Linked DNA regions of Mus musculus: regions 1, 2, 3, 4, 5 and 6 are each linked to region 7. The links are chromatin contacts, called in public promoter capture Hi-C maps. All regions are on one chromosome and are shown on one strand. Each heading gives the region's core, a stretch centred on a gene start, on an enhancer-like site or on the middle of the called end of the contact. The rest is flanking DNA. Distances are from core to core; before and after follow the strand shown. Region 1 holds the start of Fam3a (family with sequence similarity 3, member A). Region 2 holds the start of Ikbkg (inhibitor of kappaB kinase gamma). Region 3 holds the start of Irak1 (interleukin-1 receptor-associated kinase 1). Region 4 holds the start of Taz (tafazzin). Region 5 holds the start of Gdi1 (guanosine diphosphate (GDP) dissociation inhibitor 1). Region 6 holds the start of Hcfc1 (host cell factor C1). Region 7 holds the start of Nsdhl (NAD(P) dependent steroid dehydrogenase-like).

Region 1 (2,914 bases), core at 337-2,836, 1.5 Mb before region 7:
TAGACTGAAAGTTTGTCCCATGAGTCATAAAAGACCTGGATCTCCACCTATAATCCCAGAACTAAGTAGGTATAAGCAAGAGGTCCAAGGACATCCTTGGAAACATAGTGAGTTAAAGAATATACGAAATTCCCATCTCAAAAAATATGTAGCAGGACTGGGTGTGTTAGCATACGCCTTTAATTCCATCATTCAGAAGGCATTTAATTCCATCATTCTGTACATTTGAGGCCAGCCTGGTCTACAGATGCCCTTGACCACAAGCATTGGAGAGTGCCTATGAGGAAGTACTCAGTCAATATGGAAACTACTGTATTCTTTTTTTTTTAATATTCATTTTGTTGTTGTTGCTGTTACTATTTTATCTTTACTTAATGTTTTATTTTAAAAATTAATTATTATTTGTGTGTGTGTGTGGAGGAGGAGGAGGAGGAAGAGGAGGAAGAGATCAGAGAGGTGCCAGATCCCCTGAAGCGGTTGTGAGCTGCCTTATGTGAGTGTAAGGAATCCAGCCCGGGTATCCTGCAAGAACAGTATGTGCCCTTAACCACTGAGTCATCTCTCCAGCTTCCTACAATTTTTGAAATTTTATTTTTTTTATATAAGTGGTTTCCCTACATGTACCACATGTGGTACGTGTACCACATGCATGCCTGGCGCCTGAGATGGTCAGAATAAGACATCAGATTCCCTGAGACAGGTTTCATGCAGCTAAGGCTGACCTCAAAGTTGCTAAGTGGCCGAGGATGCTTTAAACCCTTTATCCTCCTCTCCCGTCTCCACTTTCCAAGTGCTGAGATTACAAGTGTAACCAAATTGAAAACGCTATCATCTAACCAAAACAGTGCTTCTGTAAACTTTTCTGTATTTTGGAGCATTATGGAAGTGGGGTGGAGTTCCTGTAAGTAAGACCATTGGGTCAAAGGACAGGAATGCAGCTGCCTGAGACACAGATAGATCCAGCTTAAAAGGACTGGCCCAGCTGCCCTGGCACTGTAGGCGGTCAGGGGAAAAGGCTCAAACATGAGGGTCAGGAGCAATGTTCCAAACATCCCTTCACTGATTGATACATAAAACAGAACGCTCTCACGAAAGAACACTAAGCAGAAAGAAAGCAACCAAAGGCTCAGGTTTACCTCCGCATGTGCTTCTGAACCGTCCATGCTCTTAAAGAACACATATCAACCTTAAGTCATTATCTGTGTCCCCGCATCCATCCTCTTATGAGCCATGAAAGCTCTGATATCAAGTCACAATCGGAGCTTCAGCTCATCAAATATAGAAATAGATCGCTCACCTAAGAGGACGTGTGGAGGAAGTGGGAATGGGGGCTCTGGTGTTTTATGCCCGTAATTCCAACATTTGAGAGCCTGAAGCAGGTGAATCGCTCCAAGTTTGAGAACAGCCTGGGTTACATAGAGTTAAGCAAACATGAACTGTAAAGTGTATAGTACCTCAAAGTCTAGAAGGAGATTTCATCTTGAAGCAGTGACACTGTAGGAAGCTAGGCGGCTCAGCTTTAGCACAAGAGGAGTGCACAGCCACACTCGGCACCTCCCACCCAGCCTCTGGAGGAGAGGGAGGAGGCCGGTCTGGAGGTGGAGCCTCCGTGAGGACCTGCGGACCTACAGCACAGCCTATGGGCCTATGGCGGAGCGACGCCTGTGGGCTGTGGCCTTCTGCGGGCGGCCATTGTCGTGCCTGATAAGCTTTTCTACGTGACTCACTTGCTTCACCTAGCCGGCAGAGCGAGACAACTGGGTAACTCCCTGATCCGGTCTGCTTCTCCCTACACCCAGACAACATCCTTGGCCCGCCCAATCTCTGCCACCAGCCTCGAGCGGATCGACCTGAGCCCCGGGCCTAGCACCGGAGGGATCCGGGTGGAGAAGAATCATTGCTACGCTCCAGTCCTGGAGTCTGTTAGCCAGACTGTGAGGCGCAACGGATTCCTAAGGCTCTCCTGGCCAGGCAGGACTTCTCCCAGCACTCACGAGGAACTGAGCCTGGACTGGTGTTTGGAGGAACAAGTCATAACACCGATCGCTCCCAGCACAGACTTGCCACTGCCCCCACCCCCAAACCTACTCTCTCCTGTTTCATTCCCCCCAGAACCCACAGTTCCCAAACAGTGCACCTGCGGGAGATCTCAACCCAGCTGGAGAAGTGGACATGAGGTTGGCAGGTGGGTGGCTTCCACAGCGAACTGAAGAGAGGCCAGGTGTCCTAGTGCCTGTGTTAGGAGAGGCCTGGGTGGTCACTGGTTTGTTTATTTATTAATGGATGACTGTGCACAAGCACTCATTTTATGAGCAAATTCACCTCTGAGGACTTCAGCTTCCCAAACTATAAGGATTGATTTTATATAGAGAGATAGATATAGATAGATGTTGATAATATATATAATCAATATATATAAGTTAAGGATATATATATATATATATATATATAAAATCTCCAGAGATTGAATGGATGGAGAGGAGTGGATAGTAGAGATAGAGAGATGTAGCCAGAAGAGAACTGACTTAGGTGCCTTTGAGGTTGGGTATGATCTAAGTGGTAGCTCTGCTGTCAGCTGGACTACAAACATGAATGTGCCTTGGAGGGACTGTTTGGGGTGAGAGTAGAATTTGAAAACTGGTAAAGTAGCAGCTTTGTGGATAAGTCCAAATTGGACATTAAGGAACTGGCTGGGAGGATATGAGTTCAAGACAGATCTGGGCTGGAGGTGTAAGGTGTCATTGCTGCATGGTGAAATCTCCCATACAGTATGAAGATGGGAGAAGGCAGCCTGGAAAAGAACACCTTTTGAGGAGAGAGTAATGGAACACAATCTAACCAACAAAGGGAGTCCCAGAGAATGGGGTCAGGAGACAGTACTGTCCTGGAATCTAGTAGTGAAGTGTCAAGAAAG
Region 2 (2,971 bases), core at 414-2,913, 1.5 Mb before region 7:
AAGTTCAGTTCCCAGCACCCATGTTGGGCAACTCACAACCTTTTGTAACTCCAGCTCCAGGGGATTAGAAACTCAAAGGGAAGGGATCTAGAAGAGACTGTTTAAAAAAATATTGAAGTATGGGCAAGGGAGACAGCTCAGTGGATAAAGGCCCTTGCTATGCAAGCCTGGAGACATGAGAACATATAAAGGTGGAAAGAAGATAGCTGACTCAATGTTGTCCTCTGAGCTCTACACATTCTAGCCATGGCACCTGTGCTCCCTGTACAAATCATACATCATGCATGCATGTGGGGGGCACACACACAAATAGTAATTTTTGTAGCATGCCAATTATGTCTCAAGAAAGCTGTTATTGAAAATCGCAATGGGTGGAGCAAGAGAGATAATGGTTCAGGGATTAAGAGCACTTGTTGTTGCAGATGTGGCTCACAAACATCTGTAACTCCAATCCAAGGGGATCTGAAACCTTCTTCTGACTCCCTTGGGCACTAGGAAAGCATAGCAAAGCACCTATACACATAAAATAACATCTTCTGTAGAAAAGAAAATAATCATGGTAAAGGATTGTAATGGGGTGTGGATTAAAGTTAACTATGAGCTGATAGTCACAGCTAAGAAATGTGTACATGGAATTTACTATATTATTATTTCTACTTTTGTACATTTTAAATTTTTTCAGTAATTCAAGGCTGACAGCGCTATCATCTTTCACCTGCATTACTGCAATAATCTCTTTACGGGTCACCATGCTTTGCCTTTTCAATGGCCCTTTGCAGTTAATTGGCCCCACTGGGGCCAATTACCTCAAAAATAACTCAAACTACTTCTCTTCTCTACCATGAACTCTTTCAGAGTTTCCATTTCTCCTAGTGTTAAAAAGCAAAGTCCATACAACAGCCTACAAGATCCTATACCACCTATACTCCCTTCCTTCCTCTCCACCAACTATTCTCCCTTGCCCTCTCTGGTCCTTCCTTTTTCCTAGGAAATGCCAAGACAACACATTCCTTCTCAGGTCAGATAAATGTTATGAGGACAGGCAAACAGATTACTATGAATCATTTGCAAAGTAAACTGAGGTGCAGAAGGTAAGACCTTTAGTTGTGAAGGTACACGTGAAAACTTTTTAAAGACTTCAAATGCACTCAAGTTTGATAAACAGCCTAGCCTGATGGCGAACACCTGTTGCTCTAGCACTCGAAAGGCTGAGGCAGAACTTTGAGTTCGAGGTCTACCTGGCCTACAGTGCAAAACGTGTTTCAGAAACAGTTTGATCAACAGAAAATGTCTGCTACCTAAAGAGTTCTAGCACTAGGGGCCAAGCCCTTAGGCGACAGCTGCAGTGAAGGGAAGGGCAGATTCAATCCGACTAGCCTAAATAATCTGGGTAGCGAATAATTAGAAGCTTGCGGCAGAACAAACTGGGCCTAAGGTGGGGGGAAGGGTGTGGACCTCTGGAGTCTCGGAAGCTACGAAACAGCCACCGATGGAGCCCTGTCTTTGGAGAAGAGGACCACACCTGTCAGCAGAGTCGGCCAGAAGTGAAGAGGGCAGGAGCAGAGGGATCCGACCGCTCCGACAGAACCGGAGCTCCTAGAAAGTCCTAGTCAGGCGGTCACCCTTCCCTTCTCTGCAGTGGAAAACTCCACTTCCGGCTTCCGGTGTCGTAAGTGCGGGATCCGGAAGTAAAACACAGACTCAAAGGCTTGGAGATTAACCAGTGAATCAAAACCCCAAAGTGCCATACTCTGTTCCAAAGAAAAGTCTTAGATCGCCAGCCTGCGTCGGCCAGCAGAACACCAGAGCTCTCCTCACTGATAAACATCACACACTTATACACACACTTTTTTTTTGAGACAGGGTCCCATAAGACCAGGGTCTCGAACTCAGAGATCTACCTGCCTCTTTTTTCCCGTCTGCTAGGATTAAAGTAGTGCGTCACCACGCCCACACTCGCCCCTACCCCATTTTCAAGGCACCGCATCCGCACTAAAACACCCAAGTTTCAGTCTGGTCCTGCTACTGGGCTCTCTGCCGCTGGGCCCCCACCAAGGAAAAAGCCTAGAGGAAGCTGCGAAAGTCCAGCTCCGAAGCCAAACTAGCAGCTAGGGAAGGCGTGGCTATGCTGCTAACGGAAGTGGGGTCATCCGGGAAGGTGCAGGGCCTCGAAGGTCCAGCGGAAAGCTAGGCCATACATAATGGCTGGGTGACACAGGAGACGGGGACCCAGGAGAACTGTGTGGAGCTGCACTTATGACAAGACTTTGCGATCTCGAAATTGTAGGGGCAGCGGCATCGGGGAAGGCCAAAGGGCGGGGCTGGCCAGGGATGCGCGCGCATCTCCTCCTGCAATGATAGACTAGCCCGAAGCTCCTCCCCTCCTGCCTCTCCTGAGGCGGGTCAGCTCAGTCAAAGCACACGCCCTCTTGCGTTAAATGGGCCAGCGAAGCTTAGCCCCCGGAAACTGGCTGTGCGCTACAGATCTGTGAACGTGTTTGGCAGCGGCAACTAAACTCAGGTAAAGGGGTGGTCTGATGGCATGTCGGTGGAGGGACATGCTTCACGCTTGTACGCCGCGAGTCCCTTTGATGCGCGCTAATCTACAAGTTTTTAACCCATCCCTTTGTATCCCGCACTTTCCCCGCATTGGGCCCATGAGGACTAGACCTTTAGAAGAGAAGGGACTTTCGGGGATCACCCAACTGGGCCAGAAGAGAGCCGGAGCTGAACTCCATCATCTGCACAATCAAACGTGCTCAGTTCATTGTGGAGTTTCTGGCAGACACCCGAGTACGATACGATGGTCCCATATACAGAGTGTGATGCCGTAACCAGATTTTATCTAGCTGCCCACAGTGGATGTCCTAGGTGAATTATATTAAAGCTTTAGTACTTTCGTAATGTACAGCCCCTAGCGAAGGCAACTTTGGAGGTTATGGCTGGAGCTCAGAGGCAGCAGTTTCTGAAT
Region 3 (3,006 bases), core at 357-2,856, 1.1 Mb before region 7:
TTCTGAAGACATACTATAAGTTCCTTAGAGGTCAGGCTAGTGAGAGAGAACCCTTTGTAGTTAGGATTGATATGACAAAAAGTGTTTGTTGGGGAAACTGGTCAGGAGAAGAAAGCTGCCGCTTTACAAGCATGCTTTCAGCTGGCCAAACAAGGAATACCAAGTTGCTGCCTGTGGATCATCCCTGGGCAGTGAGAAGTGAGAAAAGTTTAGAGGTACAGAACTCCAGCAAGCTCAAGGTGTGTTCAAGAGAGGAGCTGGGTTTAGGAAGTTTTCCCCACAGCTGTTTATGTTCAATCTTATCAGGAATGGCTACAGCAGGGGTGTATATGCAAACTCAATTTCAGAACAGAATAAGTTCTTTTCAGGACACCTACTAAACAGGGTTTGGGTTTTTTGTTTGTTTTGTTTTTTGTTTGTTTGTTTTTTTCAGGTTTGGTCTTGATCTGAGGTAGGGTTGCACTTTGTATCCCTGGCTGACCTGGAACTTAAACCATGCTAACCTCAAATTCACAGAGATTCACTTGCCTTTGTTTTCTGGGTGCAGGAATTAAAGGGGTGTACCACCAAGCCCAACATCTAAAGAGTTCTATCTGGCTTAAGGCTGTTGGTGTATATAAGTTCAGGTGGGTGGACAGAGGCTGGCTATGCCATCTTCCTAACAGCTCTTTTAAAGAGCTGGGCTTTAGTGATTTGTACTTGAGGAAGACCACCTGAGCAGGGAGCACTATCCAAGCCATACAGTCTGTGCAGGTGAGTGGCAATGGCTAATGCTAAGAGTAGTGCACTCATATGAAGAGGACTTCAGAGAGCATAATGAGAAAGTAGTGTGCGCTGAGATGTGTGTCATAGTGACCAAAAAGGCCAAAGAAAACCCTGAATGGAGAACAGTAGAGGAATAGGCAAGAGACACTCATTCATGTGGCTAAAGGTCACAACAGGTGGTATCACCAACAACTACTCTAGAAAGGGGTAGGAGAAGCTGCTAGACCCTACTATCCTTATGGAGAGAAGTGCAAACTAAGATAAAAGTGTGACAGAAAAAGGAAAGGGACATTTAGAGCCGAACACCATGTGTATGTTAAGAGACATAAATGTGTTAGTTGGAAAGCTAATTAGAATCCTGCACAGGCAGATTCTGTGATCTAACACTTGCTGGCCCAGCTGCTGGAAGGTTCCTGGGGGCGTGGTGGGGGCATGGAGATCTAGCACACAAGCAGTAGCATGGTATACACTCTTCCAGACCATTCTCAGGGCATCCATCCTTATCACCAAATGACTACAGTCTGCCAGAGGGCCATTTTGTTACCCATATTTAACCCTGACTGACCAACAATTTGGCTGGCTCTCAAACTGCTCCCCAACTAAAGCGAGGGTAGCCTCTCCGTGACTTTCACCAGGCTTGGCATAAACTGCCTTTGTAGAACATCGTGTAAAAACATCGTGCCCTTTGTCTCTAGAACTGGAAGTCATTCTTCATCCTGTTCAGCCCTATTCAGATGTTTGTGTAGGACCACAGACCTCGGTTCTCCCATTAGGGACTCCCTCCTACGTAGCAGAGCTCCTTCCCCGCGTCAAGGGCGGCGCGGGACGCCCCCGTGTGGCGGAAGGCCGCGGAGGGCAAGATGGCGGCGGGTCGAGCGCCGCCTCTTCCGCCCGGCCGGGTGTCGCACGAGGCCGGCCTGAAGGGGAAGTGAGTCAGTGTCCGCGGACCCGGCCCGCTAAGGCCCGCGCCCGCCGAGGCCCCGAGAGGCCTCGGCCCGGGGGCGGCGGCGGCGGCCATGGCCGGGGGGCCGGGCCCCGGGGAGCCTGTGGTTCCAGGCGCCCAGCACTTCTTGTACGAGGTGCCACCCTGGGTTATGTGCCGCTTCTACAAAGTGATGGACGCCCTGGAGCCCGCCGACTGGTGCCAGTTCGGTGGGTGACGGCAGGCCGGCGTGGGGTGGTGGACTCAGGCTTCTGGAGCTGAAGCCTGATGTTCCCCATCCCGCAGCGGCCTTGATCGTGCGCGACCAGACAGAGCTGCGGCTGTGCGAGCGCTCCGAGCAGCGCACAGCCAGTGTTCTGTGGCCCTGGATCAACCGCAACGCGCGCGTAGCTGACCTCGTTCACATCCTCACGCACCTGCAGCTGCTGCGTGCGAGGGACATCATCACAGCCTGTGAGCGAGCATAGCCCCAGGGACCCTAGGGATGGGAACCCAAGAGGGGTGACGGGTACAGAGTTTCCTGAGACAGGGAACCATATGGGAACTCCCCCCCCCCCACCCCTTCACTTAGAGATAGAGAGCTCTGAGTCACAACCCTCCTTTCCTTCCTTGTTATCCCAGGGCACCCTCCTGCCCCCGTTGTGCCCCCAAGCACCGCTGCCCCAAGGCCCAGCAGCATCTCTGCAGGCTCTGAGGCCGGGGACTGGAGCCCCCGGAAATTGCAGTCCTCTGCCTCCACCTTCCTCTCCCCAGGTAAAAAGAACCCGGGTGTTGGGCTTGATATGCCTGAGGAAAAGGCCACCATGACTGCTGACATGGCTGTAGACTGCTGCTGGTCTCTGCCTCTCACTGCCATCTTTATGAAGCTTTTCCAGGCTCCCAGACCCATTCTGAGTCAGAGCTCCTCCAGGTTCCACTCCCTGTTTCCCTCGGGCCACCACTACCATCTTCAGCCCCTTCCTCCACCAAGGTAGGTGTCTCTTAACCCCCAGGGAATTTTCCAGACAAAGAGGAAGAAACTTAACCTTTGGTGTACCACAGAGCCCAAATCAGCACAGCCAGGTCATCTGAGAGACAACTAGTGTTGAAGGGAGCTTTCAACCTGGACCAAAGGGAATAGATAGGGTCCTCGCCTGGTCCATGGTCTCTTCCAGCAGTCAAGCCCAGAGAGCCCAGTGTCTGGCCTCCAAAGAGCCCATCCCTCCCCGTTTTGCTGGCCCTTCTGTGAGATTTCCCAAGGCACCTGCAACTTCTCTGAAGAACTCAGGATTGGAGAGGGTGGTTTTGGATGTGTGTAC
Region 4 (3,074 bases), core at 468-2,967, 1.4 Mb before region 7:
AGAGAATCTGAGCCCTATCTAGAGAATGGGGTCAAGATGGCCCCTACACTAAGGGGTTTGTGAAAGGTACTGAGTGGTCAATCTGAGCCTCCTCATCTTACCACTGTTTGTTCTCCCAAAAACAAAACCCTTAGCCTTCTATACATGTACCCCACTGCCATTATAAAGTGGTAACACCACACTGTTCTCCCTGACAGGAGTGGTAGATTCAGAAGGGACTGCAAATACAGCTTCCTTGAATTCTCACACCAGAGTTTTGGACTGCAGAGATTCTAAGTGATCATCCCTCTTCCTATTCTCTGCCAACTATACTGCCATATCATGGCTCCCCTAAGTCCTTCTAAGACAGACGCATTGACCACCAGCTTCCTTGTCCCCAAGGGAGGCCTGGACATGCCTCCCAGAGGAGCAGCTCACCTCGACACACAGGCACACATTTGCCCAAGCTGAAGAAATGGGAGTGCAGCTCCTTGGTGAAGCAGATGTCTGCAGCTGCTGGGGTCCTAGAGCAGCAATAGACCCAATCATCCCTGCCTCCAAGACTTCCCATTGCTTGTCCCCAACTCTCCCCACCCAATATAATGCCTGCCATCACTGCCATACAGAATGAAGCTCCAAGAGAAGGCCCTAAGGAGCCCCACCCATGCCCTTCCTGGAAGGCTGGATGCCAACTCCTGAGCAGAGAAAGGCAAATCTGGGCAGAAATGGATGGGTCACTTCAAGGGGCCCATTCCTCCTCACCAACGCATCAACTTCAGGTTCCAGATGTGGCGGAGTTTTAGGATCCCTGTGAAAAAGTAAAGTCCTTGATGTGACATGGCTACTTCCACACTCCTTTTAAATTTCTGATATCCTGTCTAAATCACATTCCCTGGAGGAATCCTAAGGGGGACACACAAAACTTCCAGCAGTTAGGCAGTATATCCCCCAAACAAGGTAAAGTTTTTCAAAAGAGCCTGGTGGGAAGTCAATCTGTCTTTGGTGGGGGCCTGTTCTTGTTTTGCCTCCCTGAACCCAGCACACTGGCACCATACCCCAGAGATGAGGGTCATCCATGCAAGACTGGTGGTTGGAGACGGTGATAAGGGGGGTGGCAGGGCCTCGGTTCTCAATGAGCTCATACAGCACTTCCTTGTTGTGCACGGTGAGGTGGTTCATGTACTCTGGGAAGAGAAGTCAGTCCCAAGCTCTAGGTCATTTCCACCTGCCCGAGGCTTCTTACTGTGCCAGAAAAGCCCCTGCCATATTCCCAGTCCGAAAACCCCCAGCCAGGCCAGAGGCCTGTGAACAGACTCTGCCTTGGCCTTTTGCCACTCACTGGTCCAGAAGCAGCTGTAGGTGCCAACTAGGCCCATGACGACGCTGCTGGCTAGAGTCCAGGTGAGCCGGGGCACCGCGGGGAATGGCCACTTCACATGGAGGGGCATCTCCTCCGGCTCCGGCCCCGCCCCCGGAGCCCAGAGTTCCTCTTGCCCCAGGCCAGCCGATGTCCTCTACCACTCAGGAGAAGGATCTCCAACAGACTGGCAGAGGACTAGACTAAGGTCACCTGGTGGAACAGCTCAGCACCTCCCTAGCACTGTTCTCTGGATAGAGAAGAGCCGCTGCTCAGGCGACGAGACGGGACTGCTGTACAAAGCAATGCGCACTAGAAACCAAGTCTTGACGGCCTCACTCGACGAATCAGCCGGAAAGCAACTCGAGGAAGCGTCCTTGCCTGTTGTCGCAAAACATGCCTAGGTTGCTTGACGGCTGCCAGGGCGGGTCTACGCCAGCCTCGCTCCGGCCCCTCCCCCGTCAAGGTTTTGGCTCCAAACCGCCTTAAGCAGTGCTGCGTCTCTTTGATTCCATAATTCTAGTGTCTACAGGCGACATTAGCTACACAGCACCATTACCTGAAGCTACGCAAGTCGTAGGCTGGTGGAAACTTTTTACTTGTTCTCTTTCCCTGTCCCACCCGATGTGTATCCGGTTATGCATGCTTCTGAAGGCTCACACAGAGACCGGAAAAGGGCATCGGGTGTCCGCGTCTATTATTCTCTGCCTTTTATTGTACTATTTCTCCCAGTGATCTGGGGGTTGGGGCATTTGGTTATCTCCACGATAGAGCATTTGCCTAGTATTCATGTGGTACCAGAACTAACAAATTTCTGCCATGAGGCATTTTTCTAAACTGCCACTCCAGTGGGGACCTGAACAGGTCAGTCGCGCTACCCATCCTGTGCATAAGGTCCTTTGCTTTGGGTTTTCTGAGCAGTCGTCACACAGGCAAACTTAATTTGGGAGTGCGCACCAACATTGTGGTTCAGGGCCTGAGGACCCTGAGAGAAGACTGCCTCTGCTCTGCTCTTTGCTGCAGGGGAACTGGCCAAAGAATGAGCAAGCCTACCTCACCTTTTTCCCTAGGTCCAGGTAACTGTTCAATGATAGACTGCTGCTTCTTGGCACGGGTGATAGTAGGCATGTTTGCGACAACAAGCAAGGACGCTTCCTCGACTTGCTTTCAGGCGGATTCGTCGAGCAGAGGCCGCCAGCTCCCCAAGTTGCTATTCGCTTGGCAAAAGAAACACCCATCATGGGCGGGGTGGGCCAGCAGGTAGCCAGTTCTCAGGCACAGCCTACTGGACAGGGATGTGGAGCTCAGCCTTGCTTATGGCCCGCCCCTTTGGGTGGGTCTGGAAACCAGCTCCTGGGCTGAAGGGTGGCGCTCAGCCTTGCTACTTGGGACGGGAAAGTTGTGGAGCCGGCCCCTTTGGGTGTGTCTGGAAACCCGCGCCTCTTCTTCCCATTTCCCCCCCACACACACCCAACTGCGCGTCCTTACCCGCCTTGGCTGGAGCTGCGATTCTGTGGAGTGGAATGTTTTATTCGGTTCAACGCTGAGGCAGGCGTGGGGCCGACTTGGGCTGTGGAGGTATGAGAATCCTGCGGGTAGGGAAAGGGAGGAGGTTGTCTCTACTGGGGAGGAACTTCAGAAGGAAAGGGAATTTCAAGCTAAAGCTGTCTTTGGAAGACTAGGAAGCATTATGCTGAGGCCAGGAACAGTTATTCTTTCTGGTTCATCCTCAGAGTCC
Region 5 (2,797 bases), core at 269-2,768, 1.4 Mb before region 7:
CTTCATGCCCACCACCAATTTTATAATGCAGCTCTTTTCAGTGCCTAAAACTGGGGAGGAGAAGATGGCTTCATATGATGTTTCCTTTACAACCCTGCTGAGTAAACTACTGGAGCATTAAAGGAGGTTTGGGGGGCAGAGCTTTCAGCTTCCAAGTCTTCCAGCATCAACAAGCCAAGAGAAGTATCTACTTCTCTGAGCCCACAAAAAGACAATGAGTCTACAAGAAGAACCAATTCAAAGGACCTTTGAAAGAGAAGGCCAAGTCCTTGAAATCCCAGGCCCCACCCTGCTCCTCCTTCAAAGGGCAGGAGCCCCTGACTCTCTTCTGGCCCTATCCACTGGTCTAGACTCAGGGTTCAAACTAAAAAGATTTAGGCCGGGGGTGGGGGTTGGGGGGGGCGGGGGCAGGGAAGAGACAAACACCCTCACCAGTCAGTCACTAACCCAAGGACAAAGGCTGAGGATATATATTCAGTCTGAGATCTCCATGGGAAACCAAGTTGGGGCAGAGGTAAAGTGGTCACTACCCCCCCCCCACACCCCCCACACACACACTCCTGCTGTCTCTGGAACATTCCATGGGTTTCCTATCCCATCCCAAAAAGCAGAAAAGCATGATGAGGGCCCACCCTTGTAATGTCCCCATACCCATCTTCATATTCCATCCCCTAGTTTGATCACAAGATGGTAAGGGATGCTAATCAAGGCCTTGGAGCAGGTGATGAGTTCAGGCAAAGGGTGGGGGCTGGGTGCAATGGTTCCACTGTGTGTGTGGGGGGGTGAGTTTTCCACCTCGGTGATAGAGATAGGGAAGAATAGGGGTCTGAGGTTAAGTACTAGAGTGCAGGAACACAGGACAAAGTGGGGCCCTCTACAGAGAATTGGGAACTGGAATCGACATCCTAGGGTGAGGTAGTGGGTTGGGCATGGGGTTGGTTTTCCCAGGGCTGGAGCTAGGATGATGGGAGGATGGATCGGATACCGGACTCTGCATCAATGCGGGATGGAGTGGGGTGGGGAGGGATGGCGTGGGGTGGGGAGGGATGGCATGATGCAGGGCTATGAGAGCCTGAAGTGGCACTTACGGTAAGACCTGTCCCCAGCACAATCACATCGTATTCCTCATCCATGATCAGGCCTTGGTACCAGCGTCCGCTCTGCTCCTCCTCCTTCACCACAGCAGCCGCTACCACTACCTCTACTATTGCTACTGCTGCTACTGCCGCTGCTGCTGCTGCCCCTGCCGCTGCTTCTGTCACTGCCGCCGCACTGAACCAAAGATGGCGTCTGTCGGTTGTCTCCTGATCCCTACGCAGCGTTAATGAGTCCCTCTCTCTCTCCGCTGGCCCCGCCCCGCCCAACCAGTCATCATTTCCTTGCTTGTTTTCTGGGAGGGCTTCTGTCACCTGGGTCCCAGCACCAGAATGACTGCAGGGGTTATCGGGGCTCTTCGTGAGCCCAGAAAAATACGGGGCGGGGCAGGCCGGCAGCAGGTGCTGAGTCCTCCGAAAGATCCTTGCGCGGGAGCCGCGCGCGCCCCGCCCCGCCCCGCGCGCTCCCGTACCGCCCCCTGGGAGAAACACAAGGTATGGAAGCCCTGCTGTGTGTTGTTGCACAGTAGCGGAGCTACCATTGTCAGGATTCCTCCCAAGGCCAGGAAAAGTAACAAGCCTCTACTCTAAGTAGGTTTGTTAAGAGTATCAGCTTACTGAAGACCCTCCCACCCTTCCTCTCTCACCTCTTGCATGACTGGACTACATCTGAGCACTTCTTCCCTTCAGTCAAGAAAAAAAAATCTACTGTTCAGTGCAGAAATGAGTGACACGAAGCCCAACACAAGGCAACACGTCTTTATTTTATTAGGAAGGAAACAACAGAGCAACCCCCCACACACACCTCCGGCCTCTTGACAGGCAGTCTTTATGGGAATAATCCAGAAACCCAGTGAGCACACTTTGTTCACCAATCCTCGTGATGGTTTCTTCCTTCCCAGGCCACAGAAATAAACCCCAGTGTACCACTCACTCTTAACACATCACCCCTCCCCCCCAAAAAACATAACAGCTAAGCTGGACAGACAGTCAAGTAGTCTTTCCACACCTCGCAAATTCAAGGAACCTCAAGTTCATGGCTGTTGCTGGAAGCTCCATAAAGCTTGGGGAGTGAGCATTTACTACACAAAAGCACTATAAACAGCAAGGAATAATAGCAGAGGGGCAAGAATAAATAAGGAGAGAGGGTAAAGGGGAGACCCTAGAATTAAGGTCCCTTCCCCTCTTGATGATGAAGCCTGGAAGATTTATCTAATATCTATGAAGAATACACTTTGTTGGTAGAGATGGGGGATAGCCACAGGGGAGTCCCTCTCCGGGTTAAAGAGGAAGCAAGAGAGACTGAGGGTGGCGTATGTAGGGTTCATGCTATAGTAGGAAGAGGACAAACCTTTCCATCCACTGTGTCACAAAACAGAAACATGACAACCTAGACACCAATACTCCCTCAATTCCTCTCAGGTGTATGTCACACAATCTGGGTCAAAGTGATGGTGGGGCCCTTGTGGTCATCAAAGCGATCCATGGTCTTTAGGCTGAGTATCATGTGCAGACCATAGGTGAATATGAAAAGCATGAAGAGGGTGGTGAGCAGACCCATCCAGATGCCCGGAGAGAAGAAACCAGCACAGTCGCTAGCATAGGAGAACTGTTCACCAGTCACATTGAAGGCCTGGATCTAGGAGACACATTGACATGGATCAGATGGTTCCACAAGGTTCCACACACAGTAAGAGCTGGGA
Region 6 (2,700 bases), core at 4-2,503, 1.0 Mb before region 7:
CCCGCCTGCAGCTACCCGCTGTAGCTGGGTTCTAAGTGTCGCAGAGTGTTCGGAGCGGGAAAAGAGATGCTTCTCAGCAAAGGGTGCAATCGCAGTATTCTTTGCCACCCTTAACTACCATGTGTCATGCCGCCACTGCTAGTTAAAGGCCATTTCTCTGGTTTGTGTCCCATCAGCGACCTGGGAGACAGTTCCCAGGGGGCGTGGCCAAGCGACTGAACGGAGTTAGATTTTCATCCGGGCATCCCTAGATGCCGCGGCCATCTTTGTTTTGTGCTGAAACTCGCTATTGACGCCCGCAGACGACCGGGCGTGGGGAAGTGGCAAGATGGCGACTCCCAGAGTGGAGGCGTGGAAGAGCCCTGGTGGGGGGGAGTGCAGGGCGGGGCACTACTGCACCTGACCTGAACTCTACTGTCTCTAGCTTACTGCACAGAGCACCAACTCGCCCGCAAATAGACAACGCACTGGTTTTTAAAGAAGCTTTTAATTCTTTATGAGCTTTGGGTCCTTTAAGAGGCTTGAGACCAGAGTCAAAGACGTGCGAAGGCGGGGAGGAGGGGGAAAGGTGACGTCTTCTGACCCCGCCCCCTCGCCCGATAGCCGCCATGTTTAGTTGTTACTTCTTCACACAAGATGGCGGCTCCCAGGGAGGAGGCATGATCGCCCTGCCGTTACCGCTTCTTCTGCCGTACAATTGTCACTTCGGGTCTTAACTCCTGCTCTTTCGAGCGGCTCCTGTGGGAAGGAGTCTTAAGGAGGGAAGCGAGGATTGGACGCTGCCTTGCGTTTGGTTTGCTGTGGAAGAACTGTCCAGGAAGAAGAGGATAGGTGGGGTGGGGGGGGGAAGAGAAGCTAGTCTCAAGATGGCGGCTCCCAGGGCGGCCGCCACAGCCTGAATAGCAGAGGCGGACTCAAGGGAGAGGTGCAAAACCTCTCGAGCCATACGGGTCGGGGCTTCGAGCAGCAACTGAGAGTTGGAGCCCGTTCCGCCAGCCTCTGACACGCCTTTATTACTTAGGAACGTTGGGGTTCTGCGATCGGTGGTTGTACTAAGTGCTGGGTGGGGAAGCAGGACGGTTTCAAGATGGCGGCTTCCACAATTGTGGTCTGACTGTCGGCGAAGTTGAGACAACCGCGGCATTTGTGGCTCTTTTCCACCCGCCCCGGAAGCCAGCCAGTGCTGGGGACGGGGGGTGTGGGAACCGGGCCGGGGCTCCGCCATTTCCGGCGGGGGAGGGCTACGACTGAGGAAGGGAGGAGAGAGAGGCGGCTCAAGATGGCGGCTCCCAGAGCCTCCTGCTCGAGGTTCTAAGCGGGAACACCCAGGCAAATAGTTAGAGCGACGGCGCTCAGTGGCCTCCAGCTTCTCGGGAATAGGTGCTCTGCAGTTCTGAGAAGCTTTTAAGGATACGAGCTGAGTGAGAAGGGGGGGAAGAGCCAAAGGAAGGAGGATAGTTAAGATGGCGGCCTCCATGGAGTCGTCCACCGCTGTGTAAGGAGCCGCTTCTTCGTGAGAGCTGCCTTAGACGAAAGGGGGTGTGTGAAGAATTAAGGGTATCCTCCCATTCAGTGACCTCTTCCCACTGCATCCTTAACCGGAACTATGGCTTCGGCTGTGTCTCCCGCAAACTTGCCAGCGGTGCTTCTGCAGCCCCGCTGGAAACGGGTGGTGGGCTGGTCGGGTCCCGTGCCCCGACCCCGCCACGGCCACCGTGCAGTGGCTATCAAGGAGCTTATAGTGGTGTTTGGCGGCGGCAACGAGGGGATAGTGGACGAACTACACGTGTACAACACTGGTAAGTGCTACCGCCCTGGGTTTCTCAAAGTCTTCCCTCCATCTCTCTCCTAACCCTTCTTTTCCCTATCTTCTCTTTTCCTATCTCACTCCCCTGATGTGTTTTCCTTCTCTCTTTGCACTTATTGCCATCTTTGCTTTCTCCCTGATTTTTCAACCCCCGTTCTTACACCCCCGTACTCTTCTGTGTTTAAAGGTTGCATTTCGGTACTTAGAGAAACCCTCTACTCCGACTGGTGAGGGGGAGGGGATGTCGCGGGCGACAGTGACTTCAGACGTACACCGTTACCCAGTGGGCTGGGGCTGGCGCGGCAGCGGATGTGTTCTCTTGGCGCAGGCGGAATCCTCCCCCCTCCTGCGATAGTCCTCATCTCCAGCGCCCATGCTCGTTCGGGAGAAAAGATAATATTTAGATCACAGATCCGTTCTCTACACCCAGAAAAAAAGAGGGAAGCATTCTTTAAGGTGCAGGCTTTTAACAGACTAATGAGACCCTCGTGGCAAATACGAATGGCATGATGACTATACTGCCCCCCCCTACACACACATGGGGGTATTGTACCAGTTGTGAATTTTTGTAGTTTTTTTTTCCTTCAAATTATTTCTTTTCCTAATCTGGTGCCTTAACAATTGAGTTCCCCCACCCCGCCCCCCATAGCAGACTGGAGGGCTCAGTGTGTCTTTTGTGTGTGTGTGTGTGTGTGTGTGTGTGTGTGTGTGTGTGAGAGAGAGAGAGAGAGAGAGAGAGAGAGAGAGAGAGAGAGAGATTGAAGGGGTTAACTAGTGCCTCCTTCCCCAAACCCAAGCCCTTGCAAATTGGGAGGAGCCTATCTGCAGGTATAGCTGATCTAAAGCCTGGCCTCTGTCCCCTCCCTTATGGGAGCCACATGTTGTTCCTTGCT
Region 7 (2,852 bases), core at 327-2,826:
TTCCAGGTACTGGTGAACACAAATATGATTCCTGTCCTCCTGTGCCTACCTTCTAGTGGAGACAACAAAGAAAAAAGGTTAACTTTACAGTGGCTTAGGAGGTGACAAGTGCTACTATAAAAATATGGAGCAATATGAGGGGCCCAGGTACAAAGTAAAGAGAGTGATTACCTTTACAGAGAAGGTGACAATAGCTGAAGACCAATACTAGGCTTGCTGGTGCATACCTTTAATCTAAGCACTCAGGAGGCAGTGGCAGATGGATCCCTGTGAAGTTTGAGGGCATCCTGGTTTACATAGTGAGTGCCAGGTCAGCCAGAATTACAGAGTGAGACCCTATCTCAAAACAAAAAAATTATATCTACCTGTGAAATTTTCTCAAAGAATTAATCAAAATACTAAAAAATTTTAAAAAGTTCATGGGACTGGGTAAGGTCAGTGAAGGAATGTATCAGCCGCAAAAATAGTGCCCTGGGTGAGAGTGAGCCAGAGGGGGAACAGTGTGGGTGTGATGGGAGAAGGAGGAATTTCATGGCAGGCTTTGCAGATTATGGTGAGAACTCCAGCTCATACTGCTGAGGAAGGGCTGAGGAGGAACAGAGAAAACAGAGGACAATTCAAGGACGGAACTGTGAGAACTCAGAGGCTGGATATGGGGGATTGTTGCTGCAGTGAACAAAGGAGCCAAACAAGACACAAAAGTTTTGAAGCCGGTTCCTGGCTTAAAGGAAAGAGGGCAAAGGGCCTATATTACATTTATGGGGAGCTGTTAAGTCTCAGGCCTTTCTCAGTTTGAGAGACTGATACTGTGCCCTTAAAGTCCCTAAACTGATTTTCTTTGCTTTGAGGGACGTAGAACATAGAATCTGTGTTCGACCCTGGGCCTTCATTACTCCTGGCACAGCTCCAGGTAGCCCCAACCCGTTGTGCACTTTGCCCTTTAATTCTCTTTACATTCCATACTTCCAAAACTCCTGTGGCTTTGCTTTCAAGGGAGTCTCATTCAGGAATGCTCCTTCCCATGTGACTTGAGTGTCTGTACGTCTAACAGGACACATTTTGATGAGTTTTGAAGATCTAAAAGTCCCCAGCCCATTCCCCTGAGAGCTAAAGTGACTCTTGTAGAGCTAATGTAAAGACAAAGCCTCATGTGGATTGGGTTTCTAAGCCCCAGCCCTGTGAACCACTGACACAATACTCAGCATGCCCACTCCAGTTTCGAGGTCTCAGCTTCTCCTGGCACAGTCACCCCTCCAAACCATTTGGTCATATCTTGCTGGCCCCTCAGATGTTCTGTGTCCCCCAACTCGGTTTTAAAATGGGTCCCACCCATTCCCTCCTACTTCCTCCAGGCTCTGTCACCCACACGCAGCAGCCTCTAAGGGCAAGCCCGCAACTCTTACCCGGTTTAGACACTCAAATGATCGACCTCAGCTTGCAGACAACCGGCAACCAGAGAAGTCTGGCTGAACACCCGCCACCCTTTTCTACTGATAGATATGAGCCCACAATCAGCAGAGCTTCCTTCATAATGTTGATTGGTCTAGCTTGGCTCTGGCGCAACCAATTGACGCTCACAGCATGATTTTGCCCAATGAGGCTAGTCTTTGGCTGCCGACGCACCGCCCTCTTGCTCTTGGGCGAGTTTTGCCAGGTTAGCCCCACCTCTTCGTTCCCAAACCAATGGGAAGCGGGCTGTGCGCGCGTGGAGCAGTGGGAACGCCGCTGAGGCTGCGAGTACGCCGTTGCCTTAACAACCGGTGGCAGAGTCCGTTGGGTGATGGTAAGTGCTAGGGATTCGGTGGACCCCACGCGGCGTCCCCGGTCCTTTCCTAGGCCTCGGTGCAGCCTTGCTACCTTTCTTGCACGGTTCTTGGCGTTGACGCACTAGTTCTTCCTTGGAGCTGTGTGCCGGAAGGGTAGAAGAGAAAGTACAGCCGCCAGCAGCTTGCCTTGCCTGCTCTTTCCCACTACCCCCTCCTCGCCCAAGTCACCTTCAGCCACCCCCGCACAAACTGCCTCTGGACCTCCGCTGGCTTTCAGGAAACAGCAGGGTGACCATTCTATTGCTTCCCTTAGACTTCCGCCTCAGTCAAACTCAGGCCTCCTGGCCGCGGCCACCCAGTTAAAGTTTATGCATTGGTGCTAAGAGGTTTACTGTGTTCTGATGGTCGCAAACGCTTTCAGGAGAGGCTGTGAGAAAGCACGCAGGTGCAAATGGTTTGATTTTTATCACTTTGTACCGGCATAATTTTTATCTTAGTAAGTTTACATTTAGCCAAATTTAGGCATAAGTAATTGGAGGAGCAGAGTTCTTGGGAACTGGCACCACAAGTAGATGTTTTAAGTACATTTCTAAAACCGAGAGTACGGAAATCATATACAGTTGATCATCCATAACTGTAATTGGTTTCTCAAAGAGCTTTTGATGATGCTTTTTTAGATTTAAAAATGACTGAAATTGAATCTCCTAAAGTGACACATGGATTAATGGTACAATTGCATGAACTTTCTGTAGTATAAACTTTAAGACAGTGGAGGTCAGAGTTATGTCTTCTCATGAAGGCTATGTTAACACTAGAAATTCATATTCATATATTCACTTGCTCTATGTTGATCTATACAAGAACAAGGAGGAAAATGGTAATATACTATTTTAAAACAAAAACTCTCTTCTATTTGGTGGCTCCCCAATGAAATATAGTTGAATTTAGTCATATGAGACATCACATTAAGACAAATTTACAGTTATATTAGAAAATAACCTCATTATTGCCAATTTCTTTTTTTATAACTTAGTAAAAACTGACATATATAAATTGAAATAGTTTTAAGTTGAGAGAAAGTTTTTT

What was found. Promoter capture Hi-C pulls out the DNA fragments that hold promoters and counts their contacts.
Region 1: a promoter capture Hi-C map of erythroid cells shows a contact between it and region 7, with 57 times the contacts expected there. The contact joins the promoter of Fam3a here to the promoter of Nsdhl in region 7. A contact is called at or near these places in 2 of 39 promoter capture datasets (erythroid cells and pre-B cells).
Region 2: a promoter capture Hi-C map of pre-B cells shows a contact between it and region 7, with 14 times the contacts expected there. The contact joins the promoter of Ikbkg here to the promoter of Nsdhl in region 7. A contact is called at or near these places in 10 of 39 promoter capture datasets (the 3T3-L1 cell line, the C10 cell line, cranial neural crest and 5 more), 3 of 484 Hi-C or Micro-C datasets (CD4 T cells, CD8 T cells and liver), 1 of 115 datasets of contacts at active chromatin or transcription factors (astrocytes) and 1 of 9 other capture datasets (liver).
Region 3: a contact with region 7 is called in a promoter capture Hi-C map of pre-B cells, with 5 times the contacts expected there. The contact joins the promoter of Irak1 here to the promoter of Nsdhl in region 7. A contact is called at or near these places in 3 of 39 promoter capture datasets (erythroid cells, liver and pre-B cells).
Region 4: a promoter capture Hi-C map of erythroid cells shows a contact between it and region 7, with 37 times the contacts expected there. The contact joins the promoter of Taz here to the promoter of Nsdhl in region 7.
Region 5: a promoter capture Hi-C map of erythroid cells shows a contact between it and region 7, with 16 times the contacts expected there. The contact joins the promoter of Gdi1 here to the promoter of Nsdhl in region 7. A contact is called at or near these places in 2 of 39 promoter capture datasets (cranial neural crest and erythroid cells).
Region 6: a contact with region 7 is called in a promoter capture Hi-C map of erythroid cells, with 66 times the contacts expected there. The contact joins the promoter of Hcfc1 here to the promoter of Nsdhl in region 7. A contact is called at or near these places in 2 of 39 promoter capture datasets (erythroid cells and pre-B cells).

The regions. Positions count from the first base shown.
Region 1 is chrX:74,391,946-74,394,859 of GRCm38.p6, reverse strand. Fam3a (family with sequence similarity 3, member A) reads left to right here and starts at 1,586. Exons shown (of 9, transcript NM_025473.4): 1 at 1,586-2,185. The coding sequence starts at 2,173. It also overlaps a transcript of Ikbkg not described here.
Region 2 is chrX:74,428,373-74,431,343 of GRCm38.p6, reverse strand. Ikbkg (inhibitor of kappaB kinase gamma) reads right to left here and starts at 1,663. Exons shown (of 10, transcript NM_010547.2): 1 at 1,523-1,663. It overlaps G6pdx (glucose-6-phosphate dehydrogenase X-linked), which reads left to right and starts at 2,464. Exons shown (of 13, transcript NM_008062.3): 1 at 2,464-2,521.
Region 3 is chrX:74,022,521-74,025,526 of GRCm38.p6, reverse strand. Irak1 (interleukin-1 receptor-associated kinase 1) reads left to right here and starts at 1,606. Exons shown (of 15, transcript NM_001177973.1): 1 at 1,606-1,917; 2 at 1,994-2,161; 3 at 2,330-2,461; 4 at 2,575-2,678; 5 at 2,863-3,006. The coding sequence starts at 1,782. It overlaps Mir5132 (microRNA 5132), which reads left to right and starts at 1,929; the gene lies at 1,929-1,999. Mir718 (microRNA 718) reads left to right here and starts at 1,591; the gene lies at 1,591-1,678.
Region 4 is chrX:74,281,361-74,284,434 of GRCm38.p6, reverse strand. It overlaps Taz (tafazzin), which reads right to left and starts at 1,717. Exons shown (of 10, transcript NM_181516.6): 1 at 1,319-1,717; 2 at 1,035-1,163; 3 at 742-787; 4 at 418-503. The coding sequence starts at 1,427. It overlaps Dnase1l1 (deoxyribonuclease 1-like 1), which reads left to right and starts at 2,809. Exons shown (of 8, transcript NM_027109.3): 1 at 2,809-2,914.
Region 5 is chrX:74,303,733-74,306,529 of GRCm38.p6, reverse strand. It overlaps Gdi1 (guanosine diphosphate (GDP) dissociation inhibitor 1), which reads right to left and starts at 1,518. Exons shown (of 11, transcript NM_010273.4): 1 at 1,089-1,518. The coding sequence starts at 1,133. Atp6ap1 (ATPase, H+ transporting, lysosomal accessory protein 1) reads right to left here. Exons shown (of 10, transcript NM_018794.4): 10 at 1,809-2,733. The coding sequence ends at 2,524.
Region 6 is chrX:73,964,910-73,967,609 of GRCm38.p6, reverse strand. Hcfc1 (host cell factor C1) reads left to right here and starts at 1,253. Exons shown (of 26, transcript NM_008224.4): 1 at 1,253-1,799. The coding sequence starts at 1,607.
Region 7 is chrX:72,917,245-72,920,096 of GRCm38.p6, reverse strand. Nsdhl (NAD(P) dependent steroid dehydrogenase-like) reads right to left here and starts at 1,576. Exons shown (of 8, transcript NM_010941.3): 1 at 1,404-1,576. Cetn2 (centrin 2) reads left to right here and starts at 1,753. Exons shown (of 5, transcript NM_019405.6): 1 at 1,753-1,783. The coding sequence starts at 1,781.